Regions from separate parts of the Mus musculus genome. Here region 1 is linked to region 2. The links are chromatin contacts, called in public promoter capture Hi-C maps. All regions are on one chromosome and are shown on one strand. The core of a region is the stretch at or near the end of the contact, and the rest is flanking DNA. Distances in the headings are between cores, read along the strand shown.

The links. Capture Hi-C pulls out chosen DNA fragments and counts their contacts.
Region 1: a contact with region 2 is called in a promoter capture Hi-C map of liver, with 4 times the contacts expected there. The contact joins the promoter of Ccni here to the promoter of Cxcl1 in region 2. A contact is called at or near these places in 2 of 9 other capture datasets (adipose tissue and liver).

Annotation. Positions count from the first base shown.
Region 1 is chr5:93,203,775-93,209,379 of GRCm38.p6, reverse strand. It overlaps Ccni (cyclin I), which reads left to right and starts at 2,885. Exons shown (of 7, transcript NM_017367.3): 1 at 2,885-3,466. It overlaps 2010109A12Rik (RIKEN cDNA 2010109A12 gene), which reads right to left and starts at 2,862. Exons shown (of 3, transcript NM_029363.1): 1 at 2,657-2,862; 2 at 1,186-1,281. The coding sequence starts at 2,700.
Region 2 is chr5:90,886,996-90,893,337 of GRCm38.p6, reverse strand. It overlaps Cxcl1 (chemokine (C-X-C motif) ligand 1), which reads right to left and starts at 2,093. Exons shown (of 4, transcript NM_008176.3): 1 at 1,958-2,093; 2 at 1,745-1,868; 3 at 1,549-1,629; 4 at 217-830. The coding sequence starts at 2,027. The coding sequence ends at 815.

The DNA.
Region 1 (5,605 bases), core at 1,636-4,135, 2.3 Mb before region 2:
TCTTTTCTCAGGGGACTTTATAACTTTCTACTGTGCAACAGTGCTTCATGTAAAATACAGTTATCAAGCAAGAAAAGATCCCGAACCAATGTTTAACGAATGAGTGGTGGTGGGTTGAGAGATGGTTCGGGGGTTGAGAGCTCTGGATGCTCTTCCAGATGACCTGGGTTCAATTCCCAGCACCCGCATGGCAGCTCCCAACAGTGCATAAATACCAGGGATCCAAACACATGCAGGATGTCTAGACAACACATGCTGTAGAACAGAACACCCATTCACATAAAATAAAAGGTTAAATTTTTTTAAAATAGTGAAGAATATATTTTTCTTTAGACAACTGACACTGGTTTCTAGAAGACACACCATCACAGAAGGCCTATTTCAGGGAATGTCCCAAATACACAGGTCTACGGAGGAAGGAACTCACATGGCTTTGGGCTGGGGTGGGCACAGCACTGGCAGGTGATTCGGGAAGGATGCTAGGTTTATTTTCAAGGTGATGAAAATGTTCTGAAATGGATTGTGATGATGAGTGCTCAGCGAGGTGAACCACATGCTTTAAATGGATAGTTTACGTGTCAATAAAGCTGCTACTGGGAAAAATGGGAAAAGAGTCATCTAGTATCTCCATGCGTAACCTCCTTTGAGGTTATTTCTGCATCCAGCAGGACTTACATTCTTATGGCTTTTGATGACTATTTTGCCAAGTTGTTTGATATAAGAGTTAAGCCAATGAAACATAACCAGGAGTATTTAAGAGCTCTCACTTAATTATAAACTTTTTTTTTGAAGTTCATGAATGCTAGTGGCCATTTAATCCACGGTAAGATATGGAGATATACACGTAACACCAGGCAGCTGAGAAACCACTTTCTGTTGCTTTATCTTTTACCTCTTATGAACAATGCTTCTGTGACCATCCACATAGAACTTCTTTTTAAGAATGCATATTTTATTTTTAATTATGTGTATATATGTGCATGGGAGCTATGCACCTGCGTACTGCAGGTCCCGATGGAGTTCAGAAGAGGGGATCAGATGACTAGGAGTGAATCACTGTGAGCCACTGTAACTTGGGTCTTGTACTTGCCCTTAACTAATGAATCATCTATCCAGCTCCCATATATATGAATTCACACACACACACACATACACACGGCCACTACTGCTGTGCTACACTCTTACCCAGTCTTCCTTGAAGAAATGAGAGGCAGAAACGATTCCACGGTGTCACAATAGTTGTGCCACGATAAGTTATGCAGAAAGGCCATACTCTTGAGACTTTTATCCAGGAAAAAAAAATGTTGGTCATATTAAAAAAAAAAAAAAGAACGTGTAACAATACAGAAAAAGACTAGATGGGGGTGGGAAATGCAGGCACACGTAGAACCTACTTAAAACCCTCCAGTGCTTCCTGAGCCCCGCTGTGCCCTATAGAATCCTCTCTGACCTCAGCTTTCTGCCCCTTGAGTCTCAGAGGCAATGTAAGCTTCAGTGCTTTCCATATGTTGCTTCCTGTGCCTATATTTTTCTTTGCCCAGTGGTTTCAAGACTCATCTTAAATGTCACTTCCTCAGAGAAACCTTTACTGAGAGCCCAGAGCAGGTTAAAGGCGTTTCCACACTGGTCTGAAATTTTCCATCTTAATCCTTCTGCTACTGACACTTGTTTATGAGGTCAGAAATCAAATACTGAGAGCCTTTCACATACAGAAATGCAGTATAAAACAAACTATACAAGATCCAGGCCATCCATGAGTTCATATGGGGAGGGGATGGCTATAGAGTAAAACAGTCTTTTGGGTAATTTCATACAGTGATCAATGGGTATCTCTGTGCCTGAGTTGCAAACTCCTTGAAGACAGGAGCCTTTTGTTTTCAAGCTAATTCCAGTTCTGTAAAAACCTGATCGGGTTTTTTTTTTGTTTTTGTTTTTGTTTTTTTCCAGTGATGTAAAATGAATGCTTGACTAGGTAAATGGTTAAGTTCCAGGTCTCCCCTTCTTCCCAAAGCTATCTGCATTCTTTTCATAAGTAGAACCATTGTAAGATTTGCAAAATTTACCAACTGGAGTAAAAAGTACTCAAGTAAATAAAACACATTTAGTTCACATTCGTTAAGGACCTAGTTAGTGATAAACAGGACCCTGAAATACTAGACATACTGGCTCATGACTAGAATTCCATTGGCGCACAGCCAAGCCGTCAGTAGTCTAATCCACTGTTTTTACAAGTAGCCTTAAGCACGCAGGATATGATCCCCTTAATTTTCTTAATTCTAAAGTGCTTCAGTCTCCCATCACCCACAGGATGGTTAAAAAGATGCATGTCCTTACTCACTAATAGGAACGGGACAACATAATTTTGCGTAAGGTCAACAAAGAATGTGATCTTTACACAAAAGATCTCCATCCACGTCTAATAAATTCGTTCAGGAGGGCTAAGGACAAGTTGGGCTGGGAAACACTGGGAGACTCTAGGTTGGGCGCAGGCGCTCACCCAGAAACCCTTCCCTGAGGCTAGGCTCCTTTCTTTCCAGAGGCGCATGCGCAGCACACTCTCCGGCCACTGCACGCCTCCTCGGCTAACAAGCCTCTTACGTCACCGAACAGGCGGCGGGGGTTCTTCCGCGCGCCCGAGGAAAAAGAGTCCGCGCACCTTTCCTTCTCTTTGTGCACACAAAATGCACTTTCCCTTTTCATCCCAGTCCCAGCGCCTTCCCCAGGTCGTCTCCGGAAGCTCGTCTTTGTTCAAACTCTCCTGTGCGTCCATAAGACACGGAAGTTCGTCTTTGTTCAAACTCTCCTATGCGTCCGTGGGACACCGGAGGTGGCCAGGAAGAGACGAGAACACTGGCGTTGTTTACAGACACGCGCGGCCGAAATCAGTCCGCGAGGGCGGGGCTAGGCGGCCGGCGCTTTTTCGTACGCTCCTCCCTCCCCAGCCTTCCCCCGCGAGCGGACGCGCCAGCGCCTCTGTCTCGCTTTTTCTTATTTTCTCCCCCTTTCCCCTTCCTTTTCTTTTCTTTTTTCCCCTTCCCCCCTTCCACCATTTCCCCTCGGAGGCGTTTCCCTCGGGCAGGGGCAGAGCCGGCCTCACCCCGCGCCTCTCCCCGGCCCCCGCCGCCCTATGGCGAGAGGGCGCCCCCTCCTCACCCGGGCACCAGCGGCGGCGGTCGGAGGAGCGGGACCGGCGGCGGCGGCCTCGGGCCCAGGGTCATCATGGAACTAGTTCGCTGAGTGACCCCTCGGCCGCAGCCGTGCGTCCCGCCCGAGTACCCGCGCCCGCCGGCCCGGTTTGCCCTCTTCTCCCTCCTCAGACGGCCCGGCCCTGGTCCCGCGCGCCCCGCTGCCGCGCGCCGAGGATCATGAGGTGGTAACGGGCCCCCGGATGACCCCGCGTCACCACTGTGAGGCCTACAGCTCTGCCGGGGAGGAGGAGGAGGAGGAAGAGGAGGAGAAGAAGAAGGTGAGGGCGGGGGCGCGGCGCGGTCGCCGTGCGCGCCGCTGGAGTGGGAGCTCGCGGGGGCGCGCGCCGCTCCCCCGAGGACCGGTCCCCTCGGCGAACCTTTCCTGGGCACCTCGGGGACCCCCTCGCCGTCTCTGGCAGCGCTGCGTGGGTTTCCTTTGAGCCCGGCCTTTTTTTCTTTTTTTTTTTTTTTTTTGGTCCCCAAGTAACTTGTAGCCACAGCCCGTCACCGACTGGGGTGCCAGTTCCAGGCTCCGCGAGCCAGTGCTAATAAAGAAGGTGACACACCCCCACCCACAGAAGCCACCGATCCCTCGTGACCACCGAACATAATTTACCGGGCAGAGTATTGTGAATGTCAAGCCAATAGTTATCTTCCTCTGCCCTACCCCCCCCCCCCCCCGCCACCCACACACCGCGCGCGGGAGTGTAACGTCGTCTAGGGCTTGGGCCGGTGGAGGAAACTAGAGAGGTGAGGGAACTGAGTTGCATCATAAAGGACAGAAAAATGCCGAATTTTGCAAGAGCTAAATGCTCTCTGCAGAGTTAGCCTGCTCCACCGCAGGTCATTTAGGCAGAAGTTGAACATTGTGTAGTAAATTCGTGGAAAGTGTGAGGTAAATAGATCAACGAGGTAAATGGATCAACTGAAGGTCTTAGAATAGCAAAGTAAAATACTTACGTTTCACTTTGTCAGTGAAGAGCCATTGAGTGTTTGAACAGCAGCCTGGTAAACCTAGAAACTTTCTGGACAGCTAGGGATGGAGACATACACACACATACATATATGTATGTACCCTGTCTTAAAAGGGGTTAAAAAAAGGGTTAGGTTAAAAGCCAAGAGTATTTGTTTATTCTGGTCAAGTAATTCTTAAAAATTAAGAGTATTCAACCTACCTGTGTGTTTGTTCATCTTTTAAATGGATTTAGTAATTCCACCATCATAGGGTTAAACAAGGATTACTTAGAGTAATATGAACAATAGCTAGCCAAGTAGTAGCAAAGCATTGAGGGCTATTGATAAGCACCTGACAAGGGTAAGCTGTGATTTGGGGGGCAGGGAGGTACAGTGCTAAAGTTTGGAAACTGTTAGTGGTAAAGATACTCATGATTAGTTGAGAAAGCAGGTCTAGCAATGGTCATGACAGTAATTACATACAAAGGCAGGATTATGTCCAAGTATGGATACAGAAAGGCAGGGTAGTGTGTTTCTGCACAATTCTAGACGGTGATGTGGGATCGCCTATGACCCGGTATTGCTGGTTCATAAAGTCAAGGAGGGAATAGTAGCTACAAAAACCTTAAAGGCTCACATTGATCTTCTCTGTTCAGAAAAGGAAGGAAGGACCAGAAGTCAACAGTCAGTACAGGATTATTAATAGAGTTGGCATTGTGATCACCATAATAGGATAATTATGTATTGATGAAGCTTGCTATTAATGTGGTTGTTTACCGGCATTGTGTTCCACTCTTAAGATCAGGGGGTCCTGGATGTATGTTGGTAGTACAGTTTGATGTAAGGTAAGCATTATGCTAGCTTGTTAATGCAAAATCTAAGCCTTTTAATAAGCATGAACAGTATAGAAGTATTTGAGACAATGGGAGGAATATGTAAAGCTATTTTAAATGTTAAGGAAAATTTAAAGTTTAACAGTTCATTTAGAATATGCCAAGCAAAAATCAAATTGAGCACCCTAAATTTGTGGAAAGTAATTTCATAAGTTCACAAGTGAAAAATTATTTTTAAATTATAGAAAATTATCTGGCATATATATAGGTATATATGGATTTCATATTTATATTGGATTCCCTTCTAATTATGTATATGTAAATATTCTAAAACCACACATACAATATATGAAAAAATTGGACACATTATATAAGGGATGCCCAACCTCTATAGCCCTTTTGTTTTTAGAGACTAAAAAGATAATTCACATTTGTGCATGTAACTAATAGTGGGTAAAGATGAACAAGAAACAATAAAATTCTATCATTAAAATAAGAGTTGTCCTGAGAGGCTGAGGTGGGGCATTCAGGGCTGGCCTGGGCTACATAACAGGAAAGTTCTCATGACACTTTTAAGGGTTTATGTTAGCAAAATTCCTTATTCATTTAGCTTAAATCTCTTATATGTTA
Region 2 (6,342 bases), core at 844-3,343:
TTTTTTAAAAAAAGGAACTTTTTTTTGAGTAAAAAAATTGGTCAGTGTAGAGCTAGAAATTATCAAGAAAGTTGGGGAATCATAGAATGTGTTTTTCAGGGGTAGCAATTGCTCCTCCTCAAGTATGCAAGTCATAAGAAATTCCAGCCATCATAGGTACAAGATTAACTACAAACCACCATGTCAAGAAGAATAAGACAAAAAGCACCCATGTTATTTTTTTTAATAAAACTTTTATTTTTACTTCATTTGTAACAGTCCTTTGAACGTCTCTGTCCCGAGCGAGACGAGACCAGGAGAAACAGGGTTAAAGAATGTAAAAGGGCATTATGCCCTACCAACTAGACACAAAATGTCCAAGGGAAGCGTCAACACGTGCGTGTTGACCATACAATATGAAAGACGACTTTCAATAAATAACTGACATTCTTTTCAAGACATACAAACACAGCCTCCCACACATGTCCTCACCCTAATACATACAAAACATAATACTAAACTCTATCTCTCTGCACTTCTTTTCGCACAACACCCTTCTACTAGCACAGTGGTTGACACTTAGTGGTCTCCCAATAAATATTAGTTTAATGAAATATTTTAAGCCTACCCATCTTTAAACTGAACAAGCAGAACTGAACTACCATCGATGAAATGTATCCACACTGTTAAATATTAATGTAAAATAAAAACCACACACTTTGTGGAATAAATAAATACATAAATAAATAGGACCCTCAAAAGAAATTGTATAGTGTTGTCAGAAGCCAGCGTTCACCAGACAGGTGCCATCAGAGCAGTCTGTCTTCTTTCTCCGTTACTTGGGGACACCTCTGCAATCAGAAAAGAGTCATTGTTACAAATAGTCATCAAAGCCTTTCTTCTTTTATTCCAGCCCCTGAGGCTCCAGATGGGCTTTCTACATGTCTACACTTGCACCCAGAGTTCTGTACTGTCGGTTCCTGTGGAGTCAATCACTTGACTTGGAAAACAAAAACAAACAAAAACAAAAACAAACAAACAAAAACCTACTTCAGCATGGGTTAATTTACAAGTGTGACTTTAATCCTCTCTCACTCACAACTCTGTGATATAGCTGCTATTATCTCCCCTACTTGGCTTAAATTCAATAAATTATGTAACATTCACAGAGACCTTAGCCTTGAACTCAGGGAAATCTCACTGGCAAAAGAAGGCTCGGGCATGCTTTGCCAGCCCCTAAGGAGACTTTTAAAGGCTATTGGCGACTTCTCCATCTTTTAGGAACTGTTGCCACTGACCATTTGCATAGGGGTTTTGAGTGTGGTAATAATTATACACAATAGTAATTGTGTAATATACAATAGTAATTGTGTCCAAGAGGACACAATTCTCTAGCATCAGAACCAATTAATGATCTCAAATTAAGGTCAATTACCAAAATAATAACCACAACTTTCCGACCTCCTGATAAACACAGACTTTCCTTGATAGAATTAACGTTCAGGGGTCATATGCCAGTACTCCCACCCTTGACTCTAGTCTCGGGTACAAACACAAGTCACAACTCACTTTAGCATCTTTTGGACAATTTTCTGAACCAAGGGAGCTTCAGGGTCAAGGCAAGCCTCGCGACCATTCTTGAGTGTGGCTCTGCAGAGAGAAGGATAGACCCACATGTTAGGCATTCCCACTAGGAGAAGTGTGGGGGCGCGGGAGGGTTTGGGCGAGTCTGGAAGTGGCAGAAGCTAACCGGGAAGATACTCACATGACTTCGGTTTGGGTGCAGTGGGGCCCTGAGGGCAACACCTTCAAGCTCTGGATGTTCTTGAGGTGAATCCCAGCCATGGTCTGCAGGCACTGACAGCGCAGCTCATTGGCGATAGGCGCCCCTATGGGAGAAGACTCTTGGTCAGCGGGACTGTGGGAGGCTGCGCTCACCAGAGGTCCCTCCTCCCCCAGTGGCAGTGGCGAGACCTACCTGTGGCCAGGCGGCTGGTGGCCAGCAGCAGCAGCGCTGCACAGAGAAGCGAGCGGGTGGCTGGGATCATGGTGCTGTGTTGGAGTGTGGCTGGAGTCTGGAGTGCTGGAACTGGTTAGAGGCTCTGAGTCCTGTTGTGGAGCTCTAGGGCTCCCGCGAGCCCCTTTTATGCTCGAAACTCCAGAGCTCCGGGCCAGGGAAATTCCCGGAGTACAGGGTGTTTCCCTGCAACCGGAAAGGACATCGCTCCTCCCCCTTGCTCCACTCCCAAGGATTAGACTCTGGGATTTTTGCTTTTTGCCCCAAAGTCCCAAAGGGGAGGGAGTGACGTGCTTCGCTGGACAAGTGACGGCTGGGGGGTTGGGGGGGGGAGGAGTAGTGAGACTTCAGAGTCTCCAGTGCTCAGGGCGAGGTGGGTCACACGCGTTATGTGCACGTGGGCGCCACGCCACCTAGGATTCCACTTGGTGTACTACAGTGATTTGCGGGGATGGAAGCTTGTCTTGTTTTTTGAGTGTGGCAGATTAACGCATTCTTTAAAAAGACATCTACCCTCTCTTATCCCACGTGAGGTGGTTTGCTTTTGCCAACTGTTTTTGTGGTAAATCACAGTTGGTGGTTTGTATCAGGGAGGCATGTGAAGAGGGTGAGGAGAAAGATCACTGTCAAGGTTAGGTCCCTGTTTATTTTAGAATGCTGTAGCAATCTCCTCTTTGTTTTTTGAGCTTGGGAACTTCCCGAAAGTCCGAACTCCCGGTGTGGTTCCTGAAGCATCCCTACCCTGCTGTATAGCAGGTCATATTTTGTTTTGACTAAGGAAAGTCCACGGGAAAGCTGTGGGTTTTTTTCTGGGCTGAGGAGGGGGTTCCTAGATATAAAAGGCCACAGATGTCACAAGCACCAGTCTAACAGCAAAGGGCTATGGCTTTATATAACTATTAGTCTACTTGTACAACTATTTTCATGCTATCTGAATCTATCTGTATTGTAAAACTGAGTCTTTGAATATTATTATTATTATTATTATTATTATTATTATTATTATTAATTACTACTCAGGGTTACCTAGAACTAGCTATTGAACTTCCAAGCCTTCTCCTCCCACCTTCCAAGTGCTTCTTAGACTCAGGAGCCAATACACCAGACTTAGATAATTACTGACATATTTGTTGCTCTCTATTTAAACAATTTCAGAATCTGCCTGAATGCAGTCTTAGGTCTCCAGATTGTTGTCGTTATTGTTGTTTGTTTGTTTGTGTTTGTTTTTGTCATTGTTGGTATTTGAATGTAGATCCTAGCTGAACATCCATTGATTCTATGTCTCTGTGAGGGAGAACTGGAGCTATCATGTAAGAAACCCTTGGTCTGGGTGTACTCTACATGTGGAGCTACAGAGGCAGCCTGACTATTAGGATTAAAACTTCAGCTTCAACGAGTCCCCACGCAATGGTCACTGGCAATCTCTCCAACCTCAAGTATGTTTCTCATCTGTAAAAGAAAGCCAATAGTAGCATTTGCTTCACAGAGCTGATATACTAAGATGAAATGTGCTAGCATCCGGGTGCTATTTAAGCATTTTGCAAATAGCTACCAAATAAAGGAAGAGACGTGGTACTCTACAACTTTATTGGCAACAAATTGAATGATCATAAAGGTGGGGTACTCAGATTAGGATTAATGCCCCATGAGAGTTCAGAGGTCATCTGTGCTGAGTCTTACTCCCTTCTTCCCTGAGGTCTCTGCAAGGAAATGGTAGCCATCTGCACAGGAGAGTCCTTCACCAAGCACTACACCTGTTTCCAAACTTCCTAAGATTAGCTGTTTTGAAGGGTACCGTGATAAGAGAATTCCTCCTTGTTTTACTATAGCTGGATGCCGCTGATATATACAAGCTGCAAATCACAGAACAACCTACTGGAGTCATGTCTTAAAAATAGAAGCTCACTAGGGCTGGAGGAATGGCTCAGCAGCTAAGAGCATGTTCTGTTCTTGCAAAAGAGGTAAGTTCAATTATCAGGCAATTCCCAATCATCTGTAATTCCAGCTCCAGGGACAGCTAACGCCTGATGCCTCAGCCGGCCCCTGTACTAACATATGCGCATCCACACTCAAGTGGATGAGTGAATGTACACAGTCAATGTAAAACATTTCCAATCTTTATTAAGTCTCAAAAATGTCCCTCATAGAACTAATATAAAAATACAACCACTTAACATCTGTAAAGTATCCTTCAAGTAAAAGTTACTGAAAGTAATGTTAACTAAAGCAAACCAGTAAGATATGAAATTATTGAAACTAAAAAATAACATTTTATACATTCCATTCAGTAAAAGGAAAGGCATAAATACAGAACGTACAATAGTGGTTGCCCAGGAGAAAGGGATTTAGAAATTTATTATTATTGTTTGTATGTGTGTGCATGTGTGTTGGATGTATGTGGAGGGTGCATGTGGAAACAGTGGTTGACACTGGGATGTTTATCTTGATTGCTTTCCAGCTTGATTTGGAGTCAGGGCTCCCCATTAACCTCACAGCTTTGGATAGACTGGCTGGCTGCCGAACCCTGGCATCTGCCCGTCTATCCAGGCCTCCACAGTGCTGTGATCATAGAGACATGCATTCAGTCACTCCTCATCGTTATTTTGGTGCTGGACACGTGAATTTAGGTCTCAATGCTTGGACAGCAAGTATTTTACCCACTGAACCATCTTTCCAGCCATGGAAGTTATCAAACAGACGTAGGGTTTCCATTTATATGATGAAGGCATTTTGGAAATGGATGGCAGTGATGGTTGCACAAGACTATACAAATATCATCAAGATGTACATTTTTTGTGATAAATTTTATGGCTCTTTTGTCATGATAAAAATTAAACAGAGTAAATAAAATGAATAAGTAGTAAATAAATCTGTTGAGGTTAATGGGTTTTATTGATTTTTTTTACTTAGCACATGAGTTACGGGGAGTTAAATTTTTTAATATAAGAAACAATATCCATGGAGATGCTGCGGATACAGGGAGGTGAGCTTAGGAACTGTCACGCTGAAGAAGGAAAGTAGGTTTACTTTACTGAGGAATCAAGTCCAGTGAAAGAGCTGTGTGCTCCAGAGGATGGATTTCTGGTTAGGATTTGAGAAAACAATGTTGAAGGTCCAAAGGTAGTGGACATTAATGGACCAAAGGATTGCAAGACCTGGGAAGGCCCCACTAGGATCAGAAGGCATCACATACCGTTTCATAAAAAAAAAATTATCAATTTACACAATTCCATTTACAATAAATAGTATTGTATAATTTGAGGATAGAAACAGGATAAAGTTAGTGAGGATGGAAACCTTAAGCCATAGAGAGGACAACTTAGAAATGATTCCCCACAATAGAGGAAAATGGCAATGCCCCAAGAAATTATTAATTCTCTATGTCGAATGCATTTATTATAAACTCGAAGTTCAACAGCCAGAAGGCCAAAGGTCATGGGTAAAAGTTTGGGCAAAGGGCTTGCTTATGTCTGTGTTCTTAGATGTGGCACGTTCTAGAGAGAATGATGTCCTCAGTGGGGCTCTTCTTGAAGACTGAGCTCATGAATCCTCTAACGGTTCTGAAATGGAGGAGGTTAAAAGCCGTGAGAACAGGTAGGAAAGCCAGTTGGTTAGAAAAGAGGACTCACTCATGGACTATATAGAAGTCCCGCATGTAACAGGTAGATATAAAAACCCAGGCACTATTGTAGATGCCAACAGGAGCTTGCTGACCAGGAGCCTGATACAGCTGTCTCCTGAGAGGCTCTGCCAGGGCCTGACAAATACAGAAGTGGATGCTCACAGCCATCCATTGGATGAAGCACAGGGAGCTAGAGAAAGTACCCAAGGAGCTGAAGAGGTTTGCAGCCCGATAAGAGGAACAACAATATGAACTAACCAGTACCCCCAGAGCTCCCAGGGACTAAACCACCAATCAAAGAAAACACAGGGAGGGACTCATGGCTCTAGCTGCATATGTAGCAGAGGATGGCCTAGTCGGTCATCAATGAGAGCAAAGGCCCTTGGTCCTGTGAAGGCTCTATGACCCAGAGTAGGAGACTGCCAGGGCCAGAAAGTGGGAGTGGGTGAGTTGGTGAGCAGGGGGAGGGGGGAGGGGATAGGAGATTTTCGGAGGGGAAACGAGGAAAGGGGATAACATTTGAAATGTAAATAAAGAAAATATCTCATAAAAAAATAGGTAGGTATAAAACCAAATAATGCGTTCAGGGTACTCTGCAATTGGAGGGTGCTGGTGGCTACACAGAGAGCATCCTTGTCAGGCCCCCGAAAGCACTCAGATGTTCTGAAGAGAGGAGAAACACTGTTCGTGGTGGTGCAGGAGTGAGGATCATGTCTGCAAACTG